Linked DNA regions of Bombyx mori: region 2 is linked to region 1. The links are chromatin contacts, called in public Hi-C maps. All regions are on one chromosome and are shown on one strand. Each heading gives the region's core, a stretch centred on a gene start, on an enhancer-like site or on the middle of the called end of the contact. The rest is flanking DNA. Distances are from core to core; before and after follow the strand shown. Region 1 holds the start of LOC101742289 (rRNA 2'-O-methyltransferase fibrillarin). Region 2 holds the start of LOC101743014 (RNA polymerase-associated protein Rtf1).

Region 1 (6,908 bases), core at 1,517-4,016:
TTAACACCGGGTGGGCTGTGAGCTCGTCCACCCATCTAAGTAATAAAAAAAAAACTTCGTGACGTATTTAAACTTACTGGTCCCACAACATCCGAGACATGACTGACTGTTGTTCCACTGGCAGCTCCGAGATACAAAACTCTTGACCCAGGGGCCATGTGTATAGCATCCACTCCACCCATAATTGCAGCTGCCAATTTCGATCTGAACGGATTCCAGACTCTGTACTCCACCTTATCACCTTCGTTCTGAAATTGCCCAGAGCGGTTAGTGGAGTTCCTTTGGTAAGACAAAACATATTTTAGTATTTTTTGTATCAATCAGTAGTGGGTATGTGGACATAGTCTTCATGGATAGGTCTAGATTAGAGGGACCATAATCATCATTTGAATGTAATGTAATGATGCAAAGTTAATGAATACTCTTTACACAAAGCATTGAAAAATACAGATTAATCATGGATTTATCATTTCATGAAATCAGATTACTAAGCCATCAATTGTCAAACATGAAAGCTATTGAAATATAATTGTGTTAAATGGTACTACAGTCAATCAAAACTATTATGAAATGGTTTCTTTGCATTGAAAAGTTCATTCAAACAACATACGTAAATTTAAACTGGATGAAATTTGTTACAGATCTTTATACTACACCCAATTCAGTATAACAAACTCTACTTATTTTTACTAACCTCAACTGATATTCTCTTTTCACCATAAACTTCTGATCCTGGCACTAGATTTTTAGTGACCAACGCATCTTCTTTGCCCCTAGCTATGAATACTCCTGGATGCCTAAAAAAAAAACCAAAACTTTGAACAAAGTTTTTTTTAATGTCAGTTGCGATTGACCAAGGATAAATAATCAGAAACAAAATTTAGCTTCAAGCGTTCGCTTTCAGAAGAACGAAAGTTATTGTTTGTAAACATCATTTAAAAAAATTCTTATTATAACAACCCTTTTAATCTGTATTGTAGATCCTCTTTTGATCAATTGATCTTATGCTAAACAAGTGGTTTAAATATATTCTGCCAACTGTCAATATGAGTTCCAATTAATTCAGGTTCCGTATATGTTATAGCTATTACAAAATGAGTAACCATGTAGATACCCATAATAAAAAAAGACAATTGTAATAAGCATGCCGATAACAACTAGAGTATAATTGAAATATTTTCTCTCAATTATACGTATATTACTTATAAATTAGTATTACGATGTAATGTAGAAAAGTCACTTGAAGGCATATATGTTCAGCCAACTATCCTTGGGTTCCAGTTATATCAAGTTTCACATATGTTATAGCTATTACCAAACGAGTAACCACATAGATGCCCAAGATCAAAAAAGACAATTGCAATAAGTATGCCAATAACAACTAGAGTATAATTGAAATATTTTCTCTCAATTATAAATATTTTACTTGTAAATTAGTATGATGTTGTAGCAAGAGAAGAGTTATTTGAAGGAATCTCTTCATGAATTTGCATCAATATTTTTAATCAACTAATACAAACCTGTGTGGTTCAATTATGACTTGTTTTCCGCCTTTGAAGCCTCCCCTGCTCGGGGGACCACCACGACCACGACCACGGCCTAAAACAAACCAACTCCTCAATAAAATATTACCATAACATTTTGTAATAAATCACAGTGGCTGTTCAATCAGAAGTGGGTATGTGGTATCATAGTCTTCACGAATAGGTCGAGATTAGAGGGACCGTTTGATCATCATATTGATTAGTGAAATAAATGTGAATAGAAAACTAAATGGTTTACTAAATTTATTATAGGCATTTGTAGTAGCTCACCTTTTCTTTATCAAAATAACTAGATATTAAAATATACATTAAGTTATTTTTATAACGAAAAGGTACTTATTATATTGAGCAAAATCTATTTCACTTTACTATTATTTACTCTCATGGGAATTAATTATGTTTGACACGTGGTGGTGTCACTTTAGTAGGTTATCGAAGTAATATCTTACCTCCACCACCTCTACCTCCGAAGCCACGGCCCCCGCCTCCGCCTCTCTTCTCGAACTTGCCGCCACCGCCGCCTCCACGGCCGCCACCGAAGCCACCTCGGCCTCCGCCACCGCCGCGACCTCCACGGAAACCGCCGCGACCGCCGCCTCCTCCGCGACCGCCATTAAATTCTAGACAAAAAATAATTACATACACTTTGTAATTATCGGGCATCGGCGCAACGTGGTGCCGAACGTATAACCTCAAAAGACTGGCATTTGTATTGGTAACAGTTTAGTTACCAGGTCAATTTGGTTAAAATTTGTTTATTAAAATTCATAACTAATGGTTAAAAAAATTACATTAATGCGTAGTTTACTACATCTGAATGAAAATAAGTGGCAATTTTCGAAAAGTTTCTTCTATAGTGTTTTTTGGTCTTTTAAAACTTATTTTCAGGATATATTTCAGTATTGGTACTTGGAAAACTTGTAAATTACACAATTTCATTCTTAAACTGCATAACGCGAGGACGAGTACACGCGGTAACCACACGTGGTATTAACGGACAATATTATTAAAAAAGTATTAACTTACCAGGTTTGCCCATTCTTAGAGTAAAACCAATTCACATCAATTCACAATTAACTTATCTACTTTAGAACTACCCAGGTACAACTTTAAAGTTATTAAACTTAAAAACGCTAGCGGAGCTATGCCGCCGCGCTACCTCTTCCGGAAATGAGACCATTTCAAATGGCCGATGTTGCCAAGCCAGATAAAAGAGTAATCATAGATTTTTTTTTTTTTTTTTTCTTTTTGGACCCAACACCAAGTGTTATTTGCCACTTTCAAAATAAAGGTTAGGAAGCAAAAATCAAATCAGAAAATATAAGTTAGATAAGGTTTAGGCAGGAAAATTGGATTAGGATTAATATAATTAGGAAGAATAAATAATATATATAATTATAATTTTAGGTTAAAACTGTTGAGGAACAAGATAATAATTTTATAAATAACTGGGTCTACTGTATGTAATAAATAAGGTACAGATATAGGAAAAGGAATACTAAGTGATGATAAAGAACTATAAAGAAGTGAATGATCAAAAAGGGGACATGAAAGAATAATGTGATTTAAATCGCCAATGTCCGCACCGCATTCACACTTACTGCTATCCAGCACTCCGATCGTCGCTAGATGTGCCGGACTACACGTGTGGCCTAATCTCATCCGTATCAAACTGGAAGTCTCGTGGCGTTTAAAATTATATTTGTAGAACCATGGTTTGGAAGGAATGGTTGGTTGTACCCTTCGGTAATATTTTGCTTTAACGCCATTATACCACTGTGCACTCCAAGCATTATTCAAATATGTTTTAGGGAGACTAACTAAATCATGACTATAATTTTTGAAATAATAAATATCACCACAATTGATAGCCTCGTTTGCAATTCTATCAACTATTTCATTTCCTTTAATTCCGCAATGGCTAGGTATCCATACAAATGATACTATAAGATTTTGATCCATACATTTCATTAACAGGTTTCTACAGTCTAAGAGAATAGGGTAAATCGGTTGAGATTTAAAAGGAAATTTTGCAAGAGCCTGTAAAGCACTCTTTGAATCGGTTAGTATTAAAGTTTTCTTTAGTTTGAATATCAAAATGTATTCTATGGCCTTGTATATTCCAAAACATTCACCAGTGAACACTGATGTTTCAGATGGTAATTTTATCTTTTCAACTATTTTTGATTGCGAATGATAGACTCCTACACCAACACAACCTTGAGGGTGTTTGGAAGCATCTGTATATATATGGTTATAATCATTCCAATCTTGGTCTATTACAAAATTAAAGTTAGTATTTGGTTGGGGTTGATACTTAGAAACACCCATGTCAAGATGAATATCCGGTTTTAAAATCAATGCCATATAGTTTACACAAAATAGAGGGAAAATATGAGAGTGATGAGTTGGAGTTTGAATAGACAAATATTTTCTGTAGCTAATTATTAAACATGGTAACTGTTTATGTTTCCAAAATGAAGAGGATTCTATGAGTTCATTTAAAGTTTTAAGTTTGGTAATAATGTGATTATTTTGAATTTGTAGGGATTTGAAAACGAATTTATCAGATAAATATTGACGTCTCAAATGAAGAGGAGGATCAACACATTCTACCTGTAATGCTGTAACAGGACTAGATTTCATGGCTCCAGTGATAATTCTGAGTGATTTAGACTGTATAGAGTCTAGTTTTTTGAAAGCATTCACATCCCCTGGTTGAAGTAAAAAAGTACCATAATCTAAAACTGATCTTACTATGGCATTATATAAAAGTTTTAAATTGAATGGGTGGGCACCCCACCATACACCAGCAAGAGAACGTAAGATATTCATATTACTCAAACACTTGTTTGTAATGTAATTACAATGTTGAATTCCATTCAATTTTGAATCTAAAATTAAACCTAAAAATTTAACATGACTATTTACAGAAATTAATTCATTCTCATACAATATATTAATTGGAGGAAGAGAACGTTTTCTAGAGAATACAACAATAGAACTTTTGGAGGCAGAAAGGGAAAGTCCATTATTATCTAACCAAGATTTAAGAGTTAGAAATGAATTCCTAAGGGATAAGCAAGCCTTATGTATGTCTTTATTGCAGGTGTACATAAGGAGGTCATCAGCATATTGAAGAATTCTTACTTGATTTCCAAGGGTCTCTTCCAAATCACAAGTGTATATATTGTATAAAATTGGACTTAACACAGATCCTTGAGGGAGACCTCTCCATAAAGTTCTAGATTGTTGTGAATCTGAGGAGGTAGAGTTTAAAATGATAGTTCGATTTGACATTATAGTAATAATCAAGTTAGCTAGTCTAACAGGAACCCTTATTTTCTGTAATTTGTAAAGGAGTGTAGGAATATGTACATTATCATATGCAGCGGAAATATCCAGAAATCCAGCTACAATAGATTCAGTGTTTGAGAAAGCTACCAAAATATCCACTATAAAGATAGCAAGATTGTCCATTGTGCTTTTACCCCTTCTAAATCCGTTTTGACTGTCACTGAGTAAACTGTTACTTTCCACAAACCATTCTAATCTAATTTTAATTAAATGTTCTAAAATTTTCAACATTACAGATGAGAGAGCTATGGGTCTGTATGACAATACATCTGATGAAGATTTACCCGGTTTGAGAATGGGTAAAATAATTTGTTTTTTCCATGACTCTGGGATAACACATGTAATGAACATAGAATTTATAAGGTTGAGGTAATATGTGAGACTAGAATCACTCAAATGGGCAAAGAAAGAATAAGGAATCTTATCATCACCTGGAGCAGAGTCCTTAAGATTCGAGATTACCCCCTTCAGTTCATTAAATGAGAAAGGTAAATCAAAATCTGAAACTGGATCTGAACATGAGAAAGGAAGGACAGACGGAATAAGAACTAAACATTCTTCTGGAACATAAGGGGGAGCTAATTTATCAAGAAACTTGTCAGCCAGATCATAAGGCAAGTCTTTGACTGTATTTTCTTTATATGCAGATCTAAATCTTCTTATTTGGTTCCATACTTCAGAAGGTGAGATATTAGGACAAATCGAAGCACAAAATTTTTTAAAACCTTCTCTTTTCTTTTTTAATAAGAGATTTCGAGTACTATTGATGCTTTCTGTTAGAATATCAAAATTTTCTGTAATAGTCTCTTCTAAATATAATAATTCGGCTGCCTTTCTCTCCTTTACCGCCTGAGTGCACTCCCGGTCCCACCAAGGAGGAGAAGGAATAAAAATACCAGAAGGGCTTTTAGAAGGGAAAACTTCATCAGCTGTTTCTATAAAAGCAGAAGCTAAAATTTTTGCTTGTGCATCGGAATCTAAGTTATTAATATTTTCACAGTTGGCAAGTTTAATATCCAAACGCGATTGAAACGTTTTCCAATCCTCATCTGTTACTTGAGATAGATTGTACTTTATTGTAGACTTATGTTTAGAATGATCCTTAATTACTATGTTATTGTGTGAAAATGAAATAATAATAGGATAGTGGTCACTTCCATAACTTAATTTTAATGTTTCCCAGGTCAAAGACGGCACCAGAGATGGGGAGGAAATAGATATATCAGGAGCACTAACAATTTGATCAGGACCAGTTCTACGAGTTGGATTTCCGGAATTTAAAATACACAAATTCTGTTCATTAACAAAATCAAGAATTATATCTCCAAATTCATTAGATATTGAGCTTCCCCATGTTTGATGGTGAGCATTAAAATCACCCATTATTATGATTGGTCTAGGAAGATTCAAAATAATAGTTATAAACTCTTTGTAAATCTCTACAGAAGGGTGGGGAATATATACACTAACTATACATATATTATTTACAATGACCGCAATAATGGATAAACCAAAACTATGATCAGGTATATCTACAAGTTTAAAGCTAAGAACACTATTTACAAGAAGAGCAACACCACTGTACACGTCAATACGATCTTCACGGATACAGGTATATCCTTTGATTTTGAAAGGATATATACTTTTCAACCATGTTTCCTGTAAAGAAACTATGATTGGAGAGTGTTTATTTATTAAGTGAATGAGATCAGACTTTTTACTTAGAATACTTCGACAGTTCCACTGAATCATCTTTTTTATTTGTGGAGCCATTGTATGTTTTGTTTAAAATTTGTCTTATGATATCAGCTGCGTTGGACGGTGTAGCGTTATTAGGAGCAAGTAAATTAATAAGAGCAATAATTATTTCAGCCACAGGAGATTCGGAATTTTCATTAAATTTTAAAGCACAGCCATTAGAAGGAGATGGAGCATCGTAATCTCTTGTAAGATTTCTATGGGCCCTTTGATCAAAACCTTTATCACCTTTAAAGGGAGATCGAGGTT
Region 2 (6,908 bases), core at 1,247-3,746, 200 kb after region 1:
TTCGGAGGCGAGTCTCTGCTCTTGGATGCATTGCTTTTGGCGTCACTGTCTGAATCAGAATCAGACGATGATGCTGATGACTTAGCTGAAACAAAATAGGAAAAGCATCATTATGTGGGTATTGTGGGTGAGTCATGGTTGTCTAAAATATTTCAACTATGAATATATAATATTGAAATAAGTAATTAAGATTTAAAAGGAATAAATAATGTATGTAAATAAAATTTGTTAAAAATTTCATTTGCATCAGTTTCATCTTGATTATAAATTCCAAGAGAATCGGAAAGTAATTACTCGAAAAATTTATAGTCAGCACACAATTTTATTTTAAACTTTAATAGTTGCTTCCTTCATTCGTGTTGTCACTATTTGCAGATTAAAAAACTCTGACTCAATTCCTATATTCGGGACTAATCGGTACATCGGTACATATATATACATTTACAAAAATAATTCTAATATGGGTATCCAACTGAATATCCTTTGTAAGTGCTTCGTCAAATGGACCTTATTACAAATGCGCCTAAAGTATTTTCCAAAGAACATATCCCATATTCACGGTTTCTGTATTCGCGGCATATTTACATAACACATACTCCGCAAATAAAGAGCTTTTCCTGTCTATTAAAAGGTGTTTTCCCATTAACTAAATGTAATGTTTATGCCCAATGTCTCTGAGCATCATGCACTAGTGTGTAATTCATTGTTTGTTCATGGCCTCAAATTAAGTTTGGGACATGGAGATTGTGTTCGAAAATTGTATGTATAAATTGTGCAGTAATTTAGAAAAATATGACTTGTACATATGCCACATAGCATTTGACTAGCTAAACTACTCACAGTGATTAGGTTTTTCGTCATTATCATCATCTGAATCACTGTCGGATGACTTCCCTGAGGATCTGCTCCTTGGCTTAGGTGGGGGTTGAACATCTGTTTTCTTCTTCTTTTTCGCGAGATTTAGCAGTTGCTGAAAAAATTTAATTCATATAAAAATATTGAAAGTAGAATTAGCTTTTGGTGTGCCTTATGGTCTGTTGGAGTAAAAAATTGTCTACTACATAAATTATATTACCTGTTGAGTTTATTAATCTATTTTATCGGTATAATCTGTGTCATTGCTTTTTCCCTCTATTACTGCTGCAATATTTCTACAGATTGTTTGTGTCTAACAAATCAACTATCTTTTGATTTGTATAAAGCACAGAGTGTCGGAATACCGAGTATCGCACAGTTTGATTATAGGTATTAGGTAACTAGGTGTACAGATGTGTCTTAGCATGTCCACATATAACATTTTCAATAAGTTAATGACATTTATAAAAAACCATTTCAAATTATGTAGTTGTGAATTTAAAATTGATATTTGTATTTTTTTAAATTAAAGTTTTTACAAATTAGGTTTTTTATTTCAGAATCCTTTAGTAATTTCTGCAAAATATGTCAAAATAAGCTCAGCACCAAAAGGATTACAGGGTTGAGCTGCTGGTGTCATGAACTAATTTACGCATCTGATTTGACAACTAACCTCATCACCAAACTTAATACCAAACTGAACAATAAAGATCTTTTTTTCATATCACTGACACCTTTTAAGTTTTTAAAAACTTTTTTTCATAATGGAGTTTTTTATACACAGATACTATCTATTTAGATTTATTTTTATACATTTTTCTTTCAGCTTCAGAGTGTATTATAATTTTTCCCCAAATTATCATTTGAGGACACATCTGTGCCATAGTATTTGGAGGTCAAAGATCCAGAATACATTCATATATCAAACATCCAAATCTTCTTTATTATAGGTAATTCATAATAAATACTGTTAAAACGAGAAAATTGAAAGAAGAAGTTATGTAACTTTCGAAAAAAACTTTCATTATTAAACTCAAGAACATGAAATTTGGTTCGTAATATTTTCACGTCAAAATTTTGCGTTTGACGTTAGCAAGAAAGTTATTCAAAATAAATAAGCTTTTTACTTTGTTTCGAGCTTTTAAAGAGTAAAGTAGCGTTTAGGTGTATGTATTGTATGAAATTTTACATGAGTCACGCTACTATGTCCGTTTCTTGAGAACAACAAAGTAAATAAACTAATGAAATACAAAACTGAACGGAAAACGTAACGATTATTTATTTTGAACTAATCGATAATAAAGCAACGCGGTATTCGTGATTTAGGTTTTATTAGCTTAAAGCACTATTTTTCGAAAACGTAGCACTGAACTTGGCCTATTTACGCAGTCTGATTACTTAGGAATGCAGACAAAATACTCCAGCATTCAACATGAATTCGTAACCTATCGGTTTATAAAAAAAATATACTTACTGACTCCAAATCTGAGCATTCGCTGCTTGAATCAGAATCGATCAACGGTTTATTCTTTCTTTTGGCCATTTTGAATGAATTCAACACTAAAACGGCCGTAAAATGCGTCTGCTTGGTTTTCCTTCTACTAAAAGTCGTAAATTAAACATAGACTAAAGTTTGTTTTTCAAAGCACTTGATTTTTTAAGGGATTTTATAACCTGGTAACTAAAACCTTTAAGTCAAGTTTCATTTTAATTTTAATGAAAACTTTTATTATATGAAAAATGATATTATGAAATGAAATGAAGTTCATTAATATGAAATATGACATGAAATGAAATGAGATGATATGGGATGAAATTTAAATAATCTCAGTAAAATGGTGGTCATCTACTGAGACTTTTTCAGTGGACTTTTTGGAGGATCCCGAGAAGTTACGCTCAGTGGTTTTGTTTGATTTTCCCACATTAATGCACTTTCATAGATACTGAACAGTTAATAAACTACCGTTATTACACATTTAAACCTGAAGAAACACTAAATACAGAAAATAAAACACATCACACACCCTCACTCCTCGCGTTCCTGCCAAAAAGTTCTCAAAGCATTTGAAAGTCCAGTGTTTGACAGTAACATGGTGCAAAGAAAAAACGTACCTACTTAATTAGTGTGTAAATGGAAATAAAGTAGATGATAAAAAAATATTTATAAAAAAATCAACCTAGTTCGGCATTATTTCCTTTTTCTTGTTGTTATTGTTTTAATATAGCTCCAATCATTTTTTTTATTTCTTAGATGAGTGGGCGAGCTCACAGCCCACCTGGTGTTAAGTGATTACTGAAGCCCATAGACATTTACAACGTAAATGCGCCACTCACCTTGAGATATAAGTTCTAAGGTTTCAGTATAGTTATAACGGCTGCCCCATCCTTCAAACTAAAACACATTACAGCTTCACGGCAGAAATGGGCAGAGTGGTGGTGCTTACCCGTGCGGACTCACAAGAGGTCCTACTACCAGTAAATCTCTCATCTCAAACCATCTCATTTGAATTCTTAAATGCGAATCAACAGACGTGATTTCTTATACATAAACATGATGTGGATTATAAAAACGACGCAGAACATTAATTTTAAATCGATATACTGGTTTATCGAAATGTTAATCATGACTAAAAATTATTGAAACGTCAAACCAAAACTGTCAAAATATCATAGTATCGATATATTTTAAGCTAGCATGCCTAGGATCTTACAGGTATCTTGACCTAAAGGTCCTAGTTACCAGGTCAGGTCCTAAAATAAAATAAAAAGTATAAAGGTAGTAAAGGTACACATGAACCTACGCAATTATGTTTATATTTCAATTTAATATACAAAATCATATTAAATATTAAATAGTAGACTCAACAATATAGTGGTGATATATTTTATCATAAATATCCTAGTTTAAAGTAAACGATATCTGGAAAGGCGACTAAAAGGGTGACCCATAATCAAAGGATTGACGACTCAAAAATTAATATGCCTCACGATTTAAAGGAACTGGGTGGAAGGAAGGCTATTAATATGGTGAGTTAAAACTTGAATTTTTTATGAAAATGACTCACAAAATAATTACAGTTTTTTTAGCAGTATTTCCACGTTTTGTACGTCTATACCTGATTTATCCAATCTCTTTTTTCTTCCTCTGTAGGGGTAATAAAAGGGACTTCGGCTATAAAAGCGACTCTGCTTCTTGATATCGTATCATTTATGTTAATAGTCACAACTTTTAATTCCAATACAATTTCAAATCAGTATTTTTGCATACTCAAATGTAAAACTGTCGTTAGTGTAAAATACATAATTGCTCAAAACTTTAATCATTTATCACATTTGGATATGTGTATTTTTCATATTTTTTCGTATGGGACAAACATACATTAATATTATAATACACAAGGGAATAAATAAAGGTCTATTTTATTGCGCACTAAGAAACCTCCTTAAACAAATGATCACAATTCAATACAAGCAGATTTAACATAAACTCAAGTCCTGTTTTGATATTTCTGGACTGTAATAATCATTTCAAATTATAAACAAAGATCTTGTTAAAATAGAATATAAGAATTTGAAATGTTTTCATTCTGAACACTACTAAATTTGTAAATTTCATGTAACATTCTAGGCACCTTTATCCCCGACACCATGTGCAGAGATAAGTGATGATGAACTAGTTTCTATCTCAGTTAGGGACCTCAACAGGCAACTCAAAATGCGAGGCCTCACTCGAGATCAGATTGTAAGGTATGTCTTGTTTTTTACTGTTATCAAACTGAATGATTTTGGCAAAATGCCATTAAGCATTACAACAAACAACTGACTGATGCTGTTGCTGTAGTCAGCACCAGACTGATGGGCCGAGGGTTGTGGATTCAATTCCTACATTGCACAAATATTTCATAGTTGTGTGAATTTTATAATAATTCATTGAAAAACAAGCAAAAAATCATAATTCGTTAATAAGCATACTCTTATATTGGACATGCAAGTTTGTCATAATGAGTGCCAAGAATAATTAGAAAGTAATTAGACAGATTCACTTTTTGTTTCAAAATTGTCAATAGAAAATCAGCAATTCAAGGGACAGAGCTAAACTATTACCAAAATCAAGAGAAAGACATGTTGTACCAATTGGTAAATACAGTGATATGGGCTATTTTAAAGTTACGTGGTATGTGGCAAAAGTAAAATAGTTCTGGGAGTAGCAAAGCAGTTTCAGGTAGTATAAGCTCTACTCTGGATGTGCTATGAAGCAGATGATGAGACTATCTCCTTTTTTTTTACTGGAGCTTTTTTATAGTCACGTTCTAGGATTCTTTCCTATGTTGATTACAGGAAAACTTCAATCACACTCCCATTATTTTATTACAGAATGAAACAACGTCGCCGGACTCTAAAAAACAGAGGTTATGCCGCCTCGTGCCGTATCAAGCGTATAGAACAGAAAGATGAACTCGAGAACGAGAAAAGTCAGGTTAGCTACAAAATGAGGAAATATTAATGTAAATGTGGAAACTATAGTTTTCACTGCAGCTCTAGACGTATATGTGCAATCATACGGTCTATCTTTTATTAGGTGGATATTAGAGACAAAAGATCTGTGTCTCTAATTGTGTCGTATAACTCATGTCCTAAACACAAAATTGGAACACATGTAGATCTATTTATATCTATGATTTTTTTTTTATTGCTGAGATTGAATGTTGGTACCTACTTGTGGAAGCTCATTATCAACTTTCCAGTGTAGGTTAAGTTAGCTAAAGCAACAACTAGTAAGCTTTAAAGTTCATCACAAACAAAACTGTTTTTATTTTAAAACAATTGCCCGAGAAATGTGTTAAAAAGGTTACATTTGATTTCTCATTAAACATTTCAGGAATGGCACGATATGGAACTGATGCAGGACGAAAATAATAGAATAAGGGAAGAGATTGAAGCGTTGAGAAGCAAATATGATGCGCTAAAACGTTTTGCGACGATGAAGAGCATTCCTTTGCCGGCAGAACTGGATATATTACCGTGAACTATATTTAATTGGGAATTAGGATTAAAATTACTATTGTATTCAATAAAATAAGATAGGAGATATTTTAATACAAAAAACTATAATACTACTATTGTTACTCTGTTAGTACTTAAGACGCATGAGTAAAAAAGTGAGGAAGCAAGTGTTTAACTAGTTTTATTCCTGTTTAGTAAAACATGTTATGCGGCAATATTGGTTGGAATATATTTTTTTTTTGCTTATATGTGTGGACGAGCTCACCACAGCCCACCTGGTGTTAAGTCGATACTGGAGCCCATAGACGTCTACAACGTAAATGCGCCATACACCTTGAGACATAAGTTCTGAGGTATCAGTATAGTTACAACGGCTGCCCCACCCTTCAAACCGAAACGCATTACAGCTTCACTCGCATTACCTTTTTGATGATTACAGCTTCTAAGGAAATTACATTTATTAAAAACCGACAGCATGTACATAATAACAGACTAAGGTATGTAATTTGAGTAGTGGTTGGTTCAAGGTAAACTCATAGATTGAACTTCTTTCCTAATATCAATACAAAAACAAACACAGTTTAGTCAAAGTCGAGTTTTTGAGGTGCGGCATAATTTTGCGCTACATTTTTTGTCTTCTATTAGGTTTACAAGATCATGGGAGCACGAGCGAGATCTTGTATAGGGGACAAATTGAAAAGTGCCCATCTGTAAATAGCAAGTTGTTGTTGGAAGACTCAACGAGATAGCGCTAGTGTAGGAAGTGGAAATGATATGAACATAGCGGTTGTAAACAGAGTGAAGTGTGGTAGTTTAAGACGCTGTTTTTAAAATCCTTCCACAAGCTACTGTAGCGCCACCTTAATTGACTCCTTTTCAGCGAAAACTTTTTCAATACACTGAGATAGTGCTCGTTACTTCTATCCTCCATGTAAAAGTTTGAAGTCGTCGTGGCCTAACGGATAAGGCGTCTGATGCATTTGTGTTGAGCGATGCACCGGTGTTCGAATCTCAGGCGGGTACCAATTTTTCTAATGAAATATGTACTC

Evidence for each region. Hi-C and Micro-C count contacts between places; a contact is called where the count stands out from the background.
Region 2: a contact with region 1 is called in a Hi-C map of middle silk gland, with 2.7 times the contacts expected there. The contact joins the promoter of LOC101743014 here to the promoter of LOC101742289 in region 1. A contact is called at or near these places in 2 of 7 Hi-C or Micro-C datasets (middle silk gland and whole pupa).

What each region holds. Positions count from the first base shown.
Region 1 is chr24:7,816,934-7,823,841 of ASM3026992v2, forward strand. It overlaps LOC101742289 (rRNA 2'-O-methyltransferase fibrillarin), which reads right to left and starts at 2,767. Exons shown (of 8, transcript XM_004923101.5): 1 at 2,571-2,767; 2 at 1,994-2,164; 3 at 1,521-1,599; 4 at 695-797; 5 at 78-248. The coding sequence starts at 2,583.
Region 2 is chr24:8,022,196-8,029,103 of ASM3026992v2, forward strand. LOC101743014 (RNA polymerase-associated protein Rtf1) reads right to left here and starts at 2,497. Exons shown (of 19, transcript XM_004923106.5): 1 at 2,330-2,497; 2 at 841-970; 3 at 1-85. The coding sequence starts at 2,398. It overlaps LOC101743159 (transcription factor MafK), which reads left to right and starts at 3,435. Exons shown (of 4, transcript XM_004923107.4): 1 at 3,435-3,882; 2 at 4,484-4,602; 3 at 5,230-5,332; 4 at 5,735-6,069. The coding sequence starts at 3,835. The coding sequence ends at 5,881.